Linked DNA regions of Mus musculus: all the other regions are linked to region 1. The links are chromatin contacts, called in public Hi-C maps. All regions are on one chromosome and are shown on one strand. The core of a region is the stretch at or near the end of the contact, and the rest is flanking DNA. Distances in the headings are between cores, read along the strand shown.

What was found. A called contact is a pair of places that touch in the nucleus more often than the background predicts.
Region 2: a contact with region 1 is called in a Hi-C map of muscle stem cells, with 2.6 times the contacts expected there. The contact joins two enhancer-like sites. A contact is called at or near these places in 1 of 15 datasets of contacts at CTCF or cohesin (large pre-B cells), 4 of 484 Hi-C or Micro-C datasets (bone marrow-derived macrophages, cardiomyocytes, cortical neurons and 1 more) and 2 of 115 datasets of contacts at active chromatin or transcription factors (bone marrow-derived macrophages and large pre-B cells).
Region 3: a contact with region 1 is called in a Hi-C map of epidermal suprabasal cells, with 2.4 times the contacts expected there. The contact joins the promoter of Klf4 here to the enhancer-like site in region 1. A contact is called at or near these places in 8 of 39 promoter capture datasets (the 3T3-L1 cell line, embryonic stem cells, hippocampal neurons and 3 more), 5 of 484 Hi-C or Micro-C datasets (bone marrow-derived macrophages, cortical neurons, epidermal suprabasal cells and 1 more), 7 of 115 datasets of contacts at active chromatin or transcription factors (craniofacial prominence, embryonic forebrain, embryonic stem cells and 4 more) and 2 of 9 other capture datasets (adipose tissue and embryonic stem cells).

The regions. Positions count from the first base shown.
Region 1 is chr4:55,873,728-55,877,396 of GRCm38.p6, forward strand. No RefSeq gene overlaps it. Among named protein-coding and RNA genes, the nearest start is that of Gm34482, 78 kb to the right of the region's middle. Within about 2 kb of position 1,699, at least 28 of the 459 cell types and tissues checked have an H3K27ac peak or open chromatin away from gene starts, as enhancers often do. A contact at or near this core is called in epidermal suprabasal cells, fibro-adipogenic progenitors and muscle stem cells, where this site is marked.
Region 2 is chr4:56,220,524-56,224,192 of GRCm38.p6, forward strand. No RefSeq gene overlaps it. Among named protein-coding and RNA genes, the nearest start is that of Gm42291, 94 kb to the right of the region's middle. Within about 2 kb of position 1,693, at least 165 of the 459 cell types and tissues checked have an H3K27ac peak or open chromatin away from gene starts, as enhancers often do. A contact at or near this core is called in muscle stem cells, where this site is marked.
Region 3 is chr4:55,530,400-55,534,068 of GRCm38.p6, forward strand. It overlaps Klf4 (Kruppel-like factor 4 (gut)), which reads right to left and starts at 2,076. Exons shown (of 5, transcript NM_010637.3): 1 at 1,468-2,076; 2 at 1,231-1,351; 3 at 1-584. The coding sequence starts at 1,472. It overlaps Gm12506 (a long non-coding RNA gene), which reads left to right and starts at 2,311. Exons shown (of 5, transcript XR_390585.4): 1 at 2,311-3,669.

The sequences.
Region 1 (3,669 bases), core at 449-2,948:
CTCAGGAGGAACAGCTTCTCCCTTCCTTCTTCTTTGGTTCCATTCAGGTGCTCTGTGGATCAGATCCCCCACCCCCACCCCCACCCTCACCCCCACCCCCCACGCACACACAGACGTGCAAACCATTTTAAGGAGGAGTCTGAAAAATCAAACGCAACCATCCATCCTGTATGCCCTCACATACACACCCAGAAAGAGAGATTAACTCATGTGCAGGTACTATCGAGTCAAGCCCACAGATATAATTAACCATTATATTCATAATCTCTCTCTCTCTCTCAACTCTTTTCTTCTTTCTCATTCTCTTTCCTCTCTCCTTTTCCTTTCTCTCTGCTTCCTTCTTTTTCCTTCCCTTCTGCCTTCCTGCTCTTCCCTCTCTCCCTCCTTTTCTTTATCTCCTTCCTATTTGTTTACACCGGAACTCATCAATAAGACCAAGACTGTTTATTTGTTTGAAACGGGTCTTCACCATGTAGCCCAGGCTGGCCAGGACCTTCCCCAACCCCCTGCACAGTGCTGGGACCATAGGCTGGTGCTATCACTCCTGACCCTTCTCTTTCCTCTTGGCCTGTTTTTTTTTGTTGTTGTTTTTGTTTTTTGGGTTTTTTTTGTAGCCCATTTTTATATACATTTACAAATGTATGAGCAAGAAAGCTCGAAAATCTTTACAAATGGCCTGCTTGCCATATATAGTTGAGAAGTGTTGCCTCAGAAGAGAAACAGGAAAACCGAAGCCTCCAAGATGAACTCATCCCATCTGTTCTCTTACAGCTATGAGCTAAAAGTGTCGTTTTTACAACTTTGAATGGCTGTCAAAAGAATCAAAGAAGAACACATTTTATGATGTACGGAAATTACACAAAATTCCAGTTTGTGTGTATTAATGCAAGGTTGTTCTTTTTTTTTTTAAACCAGGCACACACATCCATTTCCATATCTCCTATGGAGTTTTCACACTATAAAACTATTATGTCCACGAAGCCTAAAACAGTTACTCTGTGGCATTCTGAAATCGTTTTCCCCACCCTGATTTATATATAGTTCTGATTTGCTAGCTTAGTTGTCTTCTAGTAATTCAAAGTGATTTTACTTCATCAAAATCGTCGGAATTATACCACTTCTGCGGAGGTAGGGGAGTTTTGATAAAACTTCGCTAATCCCAGCAGGTATGTCCTCAGTTGGTGTTCATTTAGGGGTTTTGCAGAGGTCATGCTCTGGATGCCCCATAACTGGCAGTCTGTGGCTTGGCTCACCCCATCTTCCGAGGGAAAACGCCTGCTGCCTTTGTTGTTCTGGGCATTCCCATTCACGTTTTCACTAGGCCTGACCCTGCCTGGCTTGTAAAATCTGATGGGCTCCCTGCCCAAGGAGGAATGGCCTCGGGCAGGTGGAAGTGCCACTCCAGAGAGGTGGTAACCGGTGAGCAGAAGGCAGGCTACAGGAGGAGGGGCTGCACCTCTCTGTTCTTCTGGCCTGCGTTGTCTTCTCCCCATGCTGTAGGGCTTCCTGAATCTTAAGTCTCAAACAGTTCATTAGCTTGCCTGGAGAGTCAAATAATCTGGGCTTCTCAGGAGTCCAGTGTTATTTCCCTAGGAAGGACTCCTGGGGACGTAAAAGAGTCCTCTACGTGAGTAGTGAGCTGGTACCTGGCAGGAGCAAGCCGGGCAAACATTCCCTTTACGTATGAGCCACGAGAGGAGGACGACACAGATGTCAGAAGCCGGCTTGGGATCCTGGGTGCTCGCCCAGTCCTTGGCCCAGAGTAGAGGCAGTCAAACTACACTGGCAAGAATACCAGTGCATGGTGCCAGGAGGATATGTCATTTACCAGCTGCGTCATTTTGGGCAGCGCTCATCACCTCTTGGAGCCTCCTCTGGGAAGCTGACTGGTGGGGCAGTTGGAAGGATCAGAGCATTAATCAGCGTAAGTGGAGTTTTGTCAGCTGCGAAGACTGAGGGGGTATTCCAAAGCAATGTGTAAGTAGGTCCTTTGGTGCCCCATACTGACAAGGGATAGTTAGAGATACGGCCAATAAAGTGCTGCTCATGAGATCTTTTTAAAACCAGTTTGGGTCTTTCTCCAGTTCCGTGGCTAGGCTGTTGAGGATGTTGAAAGCCTCTAGCCATCCCAGTCTTTCCTGACCCCAGCTTCCTCTTGATATTTGGCTTTCTCTTTGCAGCATCCCTGTTGTGTGGTTTCCCAGCCTTTCCTTACATATTTCTGGTGATGGGAAACTCATTCCCTGATGAGGGAATCCCTTTTGTCTTGATCAGGCCATTGGGAAGTTCCTAATGGCCCAAAAGGTATAAACTGAGGCTCACTTCCAGTACTGCTCCACCCCCCAACACTGAACAAATGTAGTCCCAAAGCTGTAAGAATCAGTCCAATTCTCTTTATGAATTCCATGGACTCCCTGTAATTCTTCACTTTTTTTTTCCTCTTAGAAGTCCTGACAGATCGTGAGTTCCCGAGTTTCAGGGAATATGCTATTGTGCTTATTCTGGCTCCGTGCATGCACATGTGTATGCATATGCACACATATATCATTGCATGTATAGGTCTGTGCATGCACAAAATGCATATATAAATAAAAGAAAATGCCTTTCAAATTTTGACTCACGATTTTCTTACCGTAGGCTCTTGTCTTCCTATAGCATGTAAACTTGAACATCTAAGAAGTATGAGCTAGTGCATATGGCAAGTAAGAATATGACTTCTGTGCAAACAAGGCAGACCTTCTGGTGACATCCACACCTTTCTCTGCGGTGTCACATGGCAAATGGAACAAGGGGGTGTGGCTTCATTTTGCTCAGCAACTCATTTTTAAAATTGTAAACTCATTCTTTAAAAATATATCAAAAGTAAGTGCTTGCTTGAGCTTGAATACTCACTGATGGCATGGATTGTGCACAGAACCAGTCAGAAGCTGTGCATGCTCAGGGCCTCTGCATCTCCTGGAGCATCCCCTCTACCCATAAGATATGCATGAGCTACAACTGTGTCATGAGGTTGCTGAGCAGAGTGGAGATGACACAGTCTGAGCCTGGCATGTCAGATACCCTCCCCTAGGGCCATGCCTCCCTCCCTAGACACATCAGCTAGCTCTTCAGGAACGGGAATTGATGGTGTTTGCTTCTTGTCTTGATCTCCACCTCATGTCCACTTCCATCCTCACTTTTGGGTGTTCGTTTAGTCTCCAGAGTTGATTTTTCTTTACAGAGATCAAAGGGTTAAAGTGAATTGCCCTCATGTCATTTACTTTGTTCTCGTCAATGAAGAAAATACCTAATTAAAAAAAAATGGAAAAAAAAAAGAAGTCTTACCCCCATCATCACAGTCCAATTCTCAAAGCAGGAGGGCAGAAAAGAAACTATCAGGCCAGGTACACAGTGAGTATAGATCTGCTTTTCAGTTTTCAGGTACTCACCTCAGTGTCTACTCCAAGTCCCACATGGGGGGAGGAGCCAGGTTTCCAGGAAGCCATCTACTGAAGAGGGTCTGTTCTCCAGATCTGTTTTGCTATTTGGTAGACATGCATGACAATCGCAAAGCAGGGAGGAAGGAAAGCTATACACGAGACCCCTTTCCACATCCTATTGACTTCAACTATAATTACACAGGCAAGGTGGGCTTTTTAACTCTAATTTTATAGGTGAATAAATGTAGCG
Region 2 (3,669 bases), core at 443-2,942, 350 kb after region 1:
CTTACCCTTTCCATTATGGGTGGAGGGTTAGGCCTTTTGTAACATTTTGTCCAGAGGAGTCTCATCATGTCCCACAGAAAGAGGCCAAGTTCAGGTTTTTCTTTACTGCAGAGACACTTCATTATTCAGTGAGATGAGTGAATCAGCCTGTGACATATTGTTGCATGGCAACAGCAAAGGGCGCATCAGAGGCCGTGTAAACGTCCCTTGCCACCTCTAGGTCATTAATCTGGAGCAACCCATCGGGTCGACGTTTCTCTTTCCATGTGTTGTGCATCAGTCATCAGTCACTTCTGTGGTGAAGAAGGAACACAAAAAATTTTACAACTAGATCGGAGGAGGGGGGGCACATATTTATCTGAAAGATGGCCCGACCCTCAACAACAGTCTTGATGACCTCTGAACATCAATTATTTGCAACATAGGGACATAATGTATCTAGACAATACGATGAAACACCAGGACACTGAATAGCTAAGTCTCAAGTTGAATTAGTGCAGTGCCTTTGTCTTTGTGAAGTTGGATCTACTGGAGTTGTACACAGAAAAGGAGCTCTGCATCTCCTCTTTCTGTCCCATTTTTTAACCAAGCCTTTCTTCACTGTGGTTTTAGCTTCAGGAGAAATTAAACAATGCTAGTTTTAAAGAGACCATAATCTAGGCAAATTCCATTCATCCTTTGTCTCCTTTGATGATCACAGTAATAGGTTAACTCTCCCCTTTCCACATGGAAGGTAGGACAACTCTGTGGAGTTCCCAGTCTCTTTTGGGCCTTTGCAGTAAACTCTCTTCTGTTCAGTTAGACATTGCTTCACTCCTACCTGGAAGAAGCCTTTAGACCCAGACTGTGTGAGCACAAATCCACAAAGGACTTGCCCCAGGTCCTAGAGCCAGCCAGCCTAGAGGTTTAGATTGTAAGGCTCCAGAAACTTCAGGCAGGGCCCCCCTGCCCTTCAGCCCTTTCCTTACACATAAAAAAAAATCAAGGTCAAGAGAACCCTTTCCCAGAGGGTCACACAAACCTTGAGTTTGACAAAGAACCCTCAGAGGCTGCTCTCTTGATGGCATTTCTAACCAGGGCTTTTGTGCGGAGAAGATGGCATTGGAGGGAGCCTGGCATTTCAGGGGCTTAGCTCCTGTTTATCCTTGAATCTTCTTGGAGTCCCTGAGGCTATAATATCCATTTAGAAAGATTAAAGAGGATGTGATCGGGCCAGGACAGAAAGAGAGGTAGGGAGGTAGAGGAAGAAGAAAATAGAATTCTCTAGGACTTAGAATTAAGAGCCTAAGATGCCTCCTGAAGAGGATGCCCTCCTAAAGACACAGTGCTCCTTGGGAAGTCTCCAGCAGGTGAAAGGCTTGGATGGGCCTTTTTTTTTTCCCTCCATGAACTTGGTTTTTCTTTCCCACATTCTCAGGTGTGCTGGGAGGCCCTGGGAAGCCAGCAGACTTTTTCAAAAGACACTTCCACCTCCTAATCTCTTTGCCTACAAACCAAATATTGATCTATTTAGTAAACCAGCCAGTGGAGGAGAGCTTGTATAGCCCTGTTTATTCAGCAGTTGGGCCCCCCTGACAGCTGTTCACTGGGGGATTATGAAGTCACGGCAGTAATTACACTATAAACAGGGGATGGGGGAGAAGAAAGCCAGAAAGTGAACTGTGAGCTCTGTTACCAGGCAACATAAAATATGTAACCGGAAACCCAGCAAGCACGTACATTTCCCTAAAAGCCTCCCAGATGTCCTCACTTTGGGGCCAATGTTCAATTTCAGTTTCGATTTGTTTATTTATCCATCTTCAGATTGAAGACTGGAGCTGAGAATGTTGGAAGAGAAAAGAAACGAATCGAAACAAAACAACAAAACAAAACAAACTGCAGGGGAGAGTAGAGTTGAGCATTCCACCCAGTGTCCCAGCCTACAGGAGAAGGCTGAGGCCCCAGGTCCCTGCTATAGCAAGCTGTAGAGATCAGTGCACAAGGAGGTGGCTAACCCAGGCTTCTTCAGCTAAGACAGCTACAGGATAAGCAGCAAGGGAGAGAGAAGAACAGAAAAGGAGAGAGTGAGAATAAGGAAATAGAAACTGGAACCCACATAAAAGAAACCCTGGAGTCCCCTCGGCCACAGCCCCACCTAGTGGTTGCCCCATGTCGTCATAGACTCTAGTCCCTAAGGCATCCAGCAGCCCTGACTTTGTTCCAGTAGCTTTATCAGAACATGCTAATGCTAAGCTCACATCAGGTTCCCTGTTCTCAACACTTCTCCAAGCCTGTTTATTAAGATTCTAAGTTCAGAAGTGGATGCTCACGGTCAGCTATTGGATGGGTCACACGGCCCCCAATGGAGGAGCTAGAGAAAGTACCCAAGGAGCTAAAGGGAACTGCAACCCTATAGGTGGAACAACATTATGAACTAACCAGTACCCCGGAGCTTTTGTCTCTAGCTGCATATGTATCAAAAGATGGCCTAGTCAGCCATCACTGGAAAGAGAGGCCCTTTGGACTTGCAAACTTTATATGCCCCAGTACAGGGGAACGCCAGGGCCAAAATTGGGGGGGGGTTGGTATGGGGGACTTTTGGGATAGCATTGGAAATGTAAACAAGGAAAATACCTAATAAAAACAGAGAAAAAAAAGATTCTAAGGATCTGGAAAAGGACTTCAGAGTCCCATCAAGATTTGTAGCAAAGACCAGGATGACCTGTGTTTAAATTGGCCTGGCTTCTTCCAGTGCTCTACATGAATCTTGTTGTTTCTCCATGTTCCACGTGGAGCATGCACGCCCACACATAGACACACATTGGTCCCCACCTGGAAGAACACTTCTGTTGAGTCCTGTATTGTAAGCTAAACATTAACAGATTGGGAATATTCAATCTGGACAAGCTTTATCTAAAACAGAACAACAACACAATCAACATGACATGAACCACATTGGTGCTGTCTGTCAAGAATGCTGTCCACCAGTATTTTCAGACAGGATAGCTCAATAACCTGGAATTTACCAGATAGGTAAACTGGCTGACCAGCAAGTCCCAGGAATCTATCACTGCTGCTTCCCCTTTGCTGGGGTTACAAAGAAACAACCATGGCCATGTGGGGTCTGGGGATCAAACGCAGGACCTCATGTTTTGCTTTATAAACACTGTATCTCCCCCGCTCCCGAGAGTCTGGTATTTTTAGCAGAATTAACCACCTCTCCCAACTCTAGTCCTCTCTCTCTCTTCAAAGAGCTTCAGAGGTGTGCCAGAGACTGACAGAGAAGGCTTGTGGAGGCAGAGTTCATATTTCCAGGAACTCTGCAAATACATTCACATGTTGGGAGTTTGAAATACACTATCACAAAAGTACTTCCACCAAAATATAACCAAGCATTGCCAATCAAGCACTTCTTTTCTTACCCTGTCCCAGACTAATGGCTGACAAGTGTACCACTGACCTTGACAGACTGCTTTCAACTTCCCTTCAGAGTCAACATGGCATGGAGGTAGAATCCTGAAGGAACAGAACTCCGCTGAGGCTTCCACACAGGAAAATACCAAAGTAGACACGACCCCAGTGCGGTCTGAAAAGCAAAGATAGAGTTTTAGTTCTTCTCAACTGATTTCCATGTAGAGTAACCAGGCTGGTTGACTGAGAATATTTCCTTTGGGATGGATTCTTATTATG
Region 3 (3,669 bases), core at 826-3,325, 340 kb before region 1:
CTGCCAGGGGTGGTCAGAGACGCCTTCAGCACAAACTTGCCCATCAGCCCGCCACCTGGCGGCTGAGGCTGCTGTGGCGGAATGTATACTGGGTCCAACTCCGGCCGCAGGAGCTCAGCCACGAAGCCGCCCGAGGGGCTCACGTCATTGATGTCCGCCAGGTTGAAGGGGGCCGTGGGAGGTGGCGCAGATTCTCGGCTGTAGAGGAGCCCTCCACCTGTGTTGCTGGCAGCCACGCCCGGGTCACCCCCGGCCCGGATCGGATAGCTGAAGCTGCAGGTGGAGGGCGCGCTGGCAGGGCCGCTGCTCGCCGGGGAAGACGAGGATGAAGCTGACGCCGAGGTGGTCACGGTGGCGGCCACCGATTCCTGGTGGGTTAGCGAGTTGGAAAGGATAAAGTCTAGGTCCAGGAGGTCGTTGAACTCCTCGGTCTCCCTCCGGGCTAGGAGGGCCGGGTTGTTACTGCTGCAAGCTGCACCAGCTCCGCCACTCTCCAGGTCTGTGGCCACCGTCGCCGCCAGGTCGTAGGGGCGGCCGGGAAGTGGGGGAAGTCGCTTCATGTGAGAGAGTTCCTCACGCCAACGCTGCAAGAACAGGGAGGGAGAGAGAAACTGTTAATTGTAGCACCCTGTTGCCACCCCTAATATTGACTTGTTGGGTGAAGCACACCAACACCCTGCTATAGGAACTGGACAGAACAGGAAGGCAGCCTCGGGGACTCCAGGGGCCACACTGCAATCTCAGCTAACACCAAGGTAAGAGGTGGCGCGTTCGTTCTCCTGCAAGCTAGTGCCGTCGCTCCACCAGCCCAGTCCTCTTCCCCGCCAGATCCGCGGGACGCTCCAGCCGCCCACGGAATTGGGACACTGGGACACGGTGGCTTTCTCCCCATGCACCATAGCCACCGGGTCGCCCACGCGCTACGATCACTCCGGCCCAAAGGGTCTCGAGACTTGTCCACCTAAAATATAGTGGACTGAGTGCGCCCACCCCACGGTCCGGACGCCCGAAGACTAGTGGGGAACCGCTGTGCGCCCCTGGCGGTACCGCAGTGCCGGGACCACACGCACTTAAGGCCGACTCAAGGGCCGAGGAGCCACCTCGGAAGGCTGTAGAGTTCCAATGGAGGGCAATCCTTGTCCTAACCAAGGACTCTTGGTGACCCCCGGATTCCGCCCATACACCCCACCCCATCTGCAGAAATCTACAGGGCACTAGCGCGACACTCACGTTAGTCGGGGCACCTGCTGGACGCAGTGTCTTCTCCCTTCCCGCCGGGCCGGACGCGAACGTGGAGAAGGACGGGAGCAGAGCGTCGCTGACAGCCATGTCAGACTCGCCAGGTGGCTGCCTGCGGGCCGGGCGGGGCGCACAGGGACCAGGAGTCAGGGGACACCCTGGCCACTGCTCCGAAGCTTCCCTCCAATCCTCACCCCTTTCTGTTCCCAAGTCCAACATCTCACCTACCTCATTAATGTGGGGGCCCAGAAGGTCCTCCGGAGTCCGAAGAAGAGAGAGGGGTACCTGAGCCCCAAAGTCAACGAAGATTAAAAACTTTAGAAACAAAACCTCAAACCAAAACCCCCAGATTGCCCGAGATCCTTCTTCTTTGGATTCAATATAAACCGGCGATGTCTTTAAAAAAGTTCCTTTGTATACAAAAATTCTTAGAAAAGTTGTAAACTCTTATAAAAATAGACAATCAGCAAGGCAGATAAGTAGGTCCGATGGCCAGGCTGCACGCTCTTGGACTCAGCAGTGTCCCCCACCGTTGTCGCGGCCACTGTGGCTGTCGGCGGCGCGGGGGCTGTGGTCCGGGCGGTGGGCGGGCGGCGCCGCCAGGTGAGAATGGCCGCGGTGGCGCGGAACTGCGAGCTGGGCGGTGGCGCGGGGTGCGGAGTCCTGGGGACTGTGCCGGGTGCGCGCGGCCATGGGCGCGGGTCACGGGCGGGTTGCTGGGTGGGGGGCTGGAGGGGCGGGGAGGGGCACTCGGCGGCTCCGGGTGCCGCCGCCGCCCGCCACCGCCTCTGCTCCCCGCGCGCCCGGAGCCGCGCTCGCTCTCTTGGCCGGGGAACTGCCGGCGGCCGCCGCGCGCTTCTTACTTATAACTTCTCGCTCGCTTGCTCCCCGCCTCCTCCCTGTGGCGGCGCGCGGGGCTCCGCCGCCAGGCCCCGCCCCCTGCCTTTCTTCTCCCCGCCTTCCCGCAGCCCCCACTGCGCGTTGCCATGGTAGCTAAATAAACAAACTCCGCGCACGTGGGGGCGGGGGCGAGGGAGGGGCGCGGGCGGGGCGGGGCCAGGCCGTGACGCCAGCCAGGCAGCTGGCGGGCTGGAGCCGTGCTGACGCCGGCGGCGGTGGCGGCGACGGCGGCTCCGGCGCTGGGAGTACGGCGTGGCTCCCGTGGCCGCGCTACTCGGGGTCCTCTGGGCGGCCACGGTCGGTTCCCTGGGCTCGAAAGTCCTGCCACGGGAACCCTGGCGGGGGACAGGAGGTTGGGGGTGTGTGTGTGTGGGGGGGAAGAGGCGGCGCGCCCCTACCCCTGCTCGCGTACGCGCTTGTCCTGTCGTCTGCGCACTCGAGAGCGCGATTATCCGCGTGACTCATCCAGCCCGCCCTCTCTCGCATACGCACGCAGACGCCGGGCCGTGTCGGCGCAGGGCCTGGCCTGGCGCGGGTGCCAGTGGGGCCTCCCGTAGGGTGGGGGTGAGGGCCGGGTGATTGGGGGGGGGCGCTAGGAATCTCAGAAGCTAGGAGAAGGGGTTCCGCGCCTGCTATGAAAGAGAGCGGCCGGGATTGGGCACGTAGTCATCTTGATAATGGAAGGAACAAGGAAGGCGTTCCAGATTTACATTGGGGGTGGGGGAGTGGGAACGCGGAGAGGGACCGAGGCGCGGAGATACCTTTCACCAGGGATCTCAAAGCTCTTTACAAGCTACGCACTCGCACTCTTCATTTTGAAGATGAGAAGTGAGTCATAAAGAGGTGAAGCGGCGAGGTAAAGGTCATAGGACAACTCGCTCCCATCAACTTAGGTTCTGAGCTAGCCAACCCACTCAAAGGGACTTCACTGGGAGGTGATCCTGCGCTGGGAAGAGGAGCGCTGCAATGGGACCCTAGTGCTCCAAAGTGGCACCTCAGGCCCTTGCCTACCGGGAGGGGAAAAGGCAGTCTTTGTTTTAGTCTTATTACTCCTTTTCCCATTCCCCACTACCCTCAGTAATTTTCCAGCCGGGAAAGGTTTTCGCCCTCATCTCTACCAAGTACTTAAAACAAAACAAAAACCGTGAGTGTGGTGTTCAGTATAACTCGCTAAACTAGGTTTACTTTTTTTTTTTTTTTAAGGCTAGGTGTTTATTTTGGATTGGGGAGCAGAGTTGGGCTCCGCCGCCCTCATGGTTGAACCCTGGCGGAGACAGCTGAGGGCGGGGACTGAAGAAAGGCACTCGGGAAAGGGGGTCGATGCTCCAGCATAGGCAGCGTGTGCACTCGCTCCTCTCGGGGCGTCGGTGCCACGTCCTCTGTCGTTTCACCTGTTTGAGTCCCGGAATCCTTGGGACCTATATTAGTTTTCTTCGGAATATTTGTCATCCTGAATTTTCCACTTCTGGCCGACCACAGAAGCGCTCTTGGAATGCATCTCTTCCCAATGAAGTGGGGCTGCCCAGTCAG